Regions from separate parts of the Zea mays genome. Here region 2 is linked to region 1. The links are chromatin contacts, called in public Hi-C maps. All regions are on one chromosome and are shown on one strand. The core of a region is the stretch at or near the end of the contact, and the rest is flanking DNA. Distances in the headings are between cores, read along the strand shown. Region 1 holds the start of LOC100383196. Region 2 holds the start of LOC100384299.

What was found. A called contact is a pair of places that touch in the nucleus more often than the background predicts.
Region 2: a contact with region 1 is called in a Hi-C map of ear, with 4 times the contacts expected there. The contact joins the promoter of LOC100384299 here to the promoter of LOC100383196 in region 1. A contact is called at or near these places in 4 of 25 Hi-C or Micro-C datasets (bundle sheath, ear, leaf and 1 more).

The regions. Positions count from the first base shown.
Region 1 is chr10:13,672,688-13,675,387 of Zm-B73-REFERENCE-NAM-5.0, reverse strand. It overlaps LOC100383196, which reads right to left and starts at 1,389. Exons shown (of 14, transcript NM_001175858.1): 1 at 1,090-1,389; 2 at 813-961; 3 at 1-91. The coding sequence starts at 1,120.
Region 2 is chr10:14,455,251-14,457,950 of Zm-B73-REFERENCE-NAM-5.0, reverse strand. It overlaps LOC100384299, which reads left to right and starts at 1,439. Exons shown (of 3, transcript XR_559901.4): 1 at 1,439-1,761.

The DNA.
Region 1 (2,700 bases), core at 140-2,639:
CCATGTTCATGAGCTTGCAGGGTATCTTCCATGGCAGGTTGTAGAGGGGCGTGCCCTGATGCTCGGCAAGATGGTTTGTCGATGCCTCCACCTGAGAGCACAGCAGAAACAAGCAGAATCTTAGAAAGAGGAATCATTGCATACCACCCCATGTCAGTAAAAAAATTGCGGAGCTTTGGATAACATTAAAAAACCATAAAGGCGCTGATCCCTAATACCATTCGAGGCAGAGGCACTAAAGAAAGACCAAGCCTCTAGGGTCAAATGAAATGAAATGAAAAAACTTCATCTGAGCTCACTGAAGTGACCAGCAAAAGTAACCGACGACCTGGCAAACCTAGAGAGAGAAAAAATAGCCCAAATCAGAAGACCCTCCTTCCGGATGGGATTCCGAGGCACCGAATCGCCCATGGCACACAAATGCCGAACCCTCCACATCAGAAGAAGCAAAACCCCAGCGCAGGCTGCAGCACTGCAGCGGACATGCGAACGAACCCCGCAAAAGCCGCCAGACAATTCCCGTCAGAGTCCACGATTCCGCGCAAAGGCGCGGGGGCTTCACAGGAACCAGAACCACGAACCCCAAGCTGCGGACGACGAGGATTTGGAATCCGGGACCCCGTCGCGCTCGGATTAGATAAACCCCGCCCAAACCCCGGAATCCGCTGCGACCACGCGAAATCCGGGCGAAGATTCCGACGCGTGCGCACACGCGTATCCGGTATCCCAAAACCCCTTCTAAACACGCGGGGATGCAGCGGCAACATCAACGGGAACAACAAAGCCACCCTCCGTTTCAGCTGCTGCCTCACCTGCTCGATGTGGCCCTGCGGGAAGTAGTAGACCTTCTCCCCGAGTAGCGGCACGCTGGACAGCGGCCCCGCGCAGGCCTTCCACAGCTCCACGAACAGCGCGTCCTTCCCTCCGCCTCCGCCTCCGCCTCCGCATCCCGCGTCGGCGCCTGCACGCCCAGGCCCAGCCACATGAGGCAAGCAAAACCTCGTCACAAACAAACCCAAAACCCCCTCGGAGGGGAGGAGGCTCAACTCAAGCGCCGCAACCAGCAGCGAGCGACACAGACGCACTCACCGCCGCCGGCCGCCGCTGCAGCCGCCACCATCGGATCTCACATGCACTTGCCCGGAATCCGTCGCGACCTCCCTGCGCCGCGCACCTGGCACCCGGGCGATTTTTGCGGGGAAGGAGATGGGAAGGGAGGCAGGCGAGGGGATTTATGTAGCAGGCCGTCAAAAGCGACGTCAGTTTCCTGTGTCGCTCGCTTCTCTGCCCCTCCCACAGCGTGACTGCTGCCTGCGTGTGTGTGTGAGCATGGCTGCGAGAGAGAGAGAGAGAGCGGAGAGGGAGTGTGTCAGTTTCGGCCGCCTCGCGTTGCCCACCACGAGGCAGCGGTGAGCTCACCACCCATCTCGTTCCGGGCCCGGGAGCGTGGGTGGGCCTGTCTCTCCCCCGCGGGCAAGGGCCAAGGGGCGGGGTGAGAATATATTTTTACGATGGGTGCCTGCGTGCTTTTGGCAGCAGCGAGCGATGGCCGCCGCTCTAGTCTCCGCGCGTTGGTCCGGCGGTCAGAGGAGAGGAGGTGGGTTCGCAGTGGTGGTGAGCCCGAGGGAGACGTGGTTTGGAACCACTGCACGCTGTCAGCCGGCCATTGGTGCCAGCGACTGCCGAGGGCTGAGGATTCCATGCTAGTCCGACGGGGAGCTCTGTGCTGTGCTGCTTTGTAGTACTACATAGACTTGGTTTTGATCGGCTTGTTTCGGCATCGCTACTGTTGTTTTCTGGTGTGGGCTTTGTTGTACTAATAACCGCGTACTTTTGTGCGGGCTCGATATCGGACCAGTTTAACTCGGCTCGTTTAAGTTTGAGCTGTGAGCTAAGGAGCTGGTTCGGCTCAGCTTATTAAACTAACGAGTCTATATTAGTCTAGCTCTTATAAACTCGAGCTGACTCGTTTAGCTCGCGAGTCAGAGTAAAAAAAATAATATATATATATATATATATATATATATATATATATATATATATATATATATATAATCAATTTTTAGTTATTTTTAAACTAATTTAATAATAGAAAATAGTAATTATACTCATTGTTTCATAAACCACATCAATGTAACACTAAATTAATATAACACATCACTAATCAATTCACGATTCACATACATGTTCATCAAGTTAACCCACAGTTATATTCACATATATTAATTTAACAAATAGAAATAGTCCATCAATCATTAGTTTAACGCATAGGCCATAGACACCACACATACATATTCATCAATTATTACATAAATAATATGTATATAGTTTTGTTTTGCTCAAATGTGGTATTTCGTTTAGCTCGCAAGCTAGCTTGTTAATAAACCGAGTTGGGTTACTAATGGATCGAGCTAGGATGTCAGCTTAGCTCATGAAAAAATTCAAACGAGTCGATCCGAGTTGAGCCGAGTTTGCCACGAACCGAACGAGCCACGAGCATTTCATTCAGCCCTATAAACAAGGATATCGCTTATGGGAGGATGAGCTTTTGGATTTTCATTTGTATTGTTAGTGTATGACTCCAAAGTTGTGTGTTGTCAAATGCTATACACAAGTGACATTTATTTAGTGCTAATTATAATCGGCAACATACGTGCTTTCGCTTATTTAGGTGGCTTATTTAGGCGCGACTTATTCATC
Region 2 (2,700 bases), core at 190-2,689, 780 kb before region 1:
GCGATTCGCGAGATTCGTGGTGCTTGAGGTGCGGGCGGGCGTGCGGGTGGGATTCGCCGCGGGGGAGGCGCGGGATTCGCGGTGCTTGAAGCGCGACATCGCTGTGCTTGAAGCGCAGCGGGCGATGGCTGGTTTCGTGAGGGCGTGCGGGTGATGGCTGGTTTCGCGGCGGGGGAGGCGGAGCGGCGGGTGGAATTCGTAGGCGGGGGCAGTCTACACTGCCCCCTTAATAGTTAGTACAGATATGGTGGACTGGTCTAAAGCACACAAAAAAGCACTGTCCAAGCAAGGTTCCGTTCGAAATAATTTTGGATCGGACCGACCCAAAATTATGCATCAGGTTGTGCTTAGACCGAGGTCACGGTCTACGGGCGGGCACGAGCACGATCCGTTTACAGAGACACAAAATAGCCCATATACAGACACGAAGAGACCCATATTCATTTGGTCATCCGTGTCTGATCATGGAAATTATGAGCTCTAATTTGGCTAGCAGCATACTTAGGGCCCGTTTGGCACAGCTCCAGCTCCTGATTCTAAGCGAGGATCTGGAGGAGCCGTGCCAAACGGGTATTTTTTTAAACTGATTCTCGTGTGGAGCCAAAAGATTGGGAGTCGTTTTTGTGAAGAAAGGTGGGATCTAAAAAAACCTGCTCCACCCTCCCTTAAAACAGCTCCTCAACCAACCAAATATGGACCTCCCCTTAAAGTTTGATCGAAATTACCCGCAATTGCTATTGGACAAAAACATAACGAGCCAATTTATGGACTAAACATTTGAGACCATTTTATGCACTACTATGATAAAAATATTTTATATGTTATTTTTTCATGATTTTTTTTCTGTATATGCATCCTACTTATTGGTTTGTAACAAAGTTGAACTGCAAAGGGTAAAGTAGACAAAAATCAGTTTACTTGCCAAACGGTTTTAAAAATGATTCTGATTCTCTAGGAGAATCAGGAGGATCAGCTTCTCACGAGAATCAGGATCTGGAGCTAAAGAAGCAGGAGCTGGAGCTTTGCCAAACGGGCCCTTAATCACGCAGATGAGGTGTTCACTCCCATTGGTTTCATGTTCTTTGTTTTTTTTTAAATTATACAACTTGAAATGTTAATATCTTTTAAATTATATATGTGTTTTGGTTTTCGGGCTTTATGATGAATTTCGAACTGAATTTCAGTTTTGATATGAATTTTGAGCTCTATATGATTTTTAGGCTAGAATTTGATATTGGATTTTTTTTTACAATTTCGAACCGCACAAAATAGATCTGGCACGTTTAACCATAACGTCCACGAATCGAGATCTAAACCCAAGGGCAGTCCCGATACGGCCCCTAATAATTAAGAACCAGCCCGATCTGAAATTCAATCATACTAGACCTTTTCAGGCTTAGTCTGGATCGGGCAGCCCTTGGATTACGCGGTCAGGGCCCAATACCCGTAATTCGTTATCCGTAGGCCGACGAAGGCCGAAGGCCGAAGCCCAAACCCTTCGAAAACCCTTCTCCCGTCCTGCTCACTCCCGTCTCCGAGCGCCGCCGCCGCCAGCGCCGACACGCGATAAACAAGAGGAAGAAGAGGCCAACCGATCCAGCAGCGATGGCAGGCGGGGGCATGGTGGGGGGCGCTTTCTGGGCGACGCGGGCGCTGGAGGTGGTCAAGCGGAACGATTCCCCGGGCCTATTGTGGAAGCGCATCAAGCTCACCACCACCCGCAAGAACAACGCCAAGAAGCGCCTCAAGCGGCTCTGGCAGGTCGGCTACCATCCTTCTCTTTTACGTTCTGTGCAGCGTTATGGGGAGACCTCATGGGCTCCCTTTCTTTTTTGTCCCCGACCCATTCGTGGTTCTGGTTCATTTTGGTTCGATTGATGCTTCCTGAATCTTTGGCTTGTTTTCCCAACTAGTGATTATGGCGCGCCCTTACGCAAGTTGGCACCACAGATATAGTTTGTGAAAATGCACTAGTGATTATGGATATAACGACATAGCAAACAAAAAGCAGAGATATATTAATTTGCACGCTCCCATACGGACGTAGGGTCATTGCGATCACCTGTCAGAGTTGTTACATCGTGAAACGTAATTCGTTGGTTAATACAAAATAGCTCATCATTATGTTAACTTGTTTGCAACACAGGGGATCCCTTGGATCACAAACCAGTCTTAAGCAGTGGTGTTTCAAAGCGTCACCGCGGCGTTCAGGTGTACCTAGCTCGCCTTGGAAACAGTGGCGTTTAGGCCAACACTCGCCTGGACGCCTAGTCACCTTTTAAACACTGGTAGTAAGATACCATAATGTTATCATACAAGCAAATGAAGACCCTAATCTAGAACTGGAATAGCAAGTTAGTGTAGATGCTCTCGAGCTTGACGCTGCCGCCTATGAGCATGGCGATGATGCCAAGGAGGAAGTTGATGATGTCCTTGCCTGCCCCTGTGATGATCGAACCACCATCTGGACCTCTTTGGCGATGAGCAGTTGATGGTCAGGGTTGCCGATTGATGACACGAATGCTGGCGTGGCGGCTGTGTTGCCCATGTAGTGATGTGCGTGCGCCACAAGATCACATCACGTTATGATTGGAAGATTAGGTTTCTAGCTAGGATACGATTGGATCATTGCTTGCATCCTGCATCGGTTGACTGAGTTCGAATAAAAAAGGTTGATATGGACGGAGCAGGAAAGGCAAC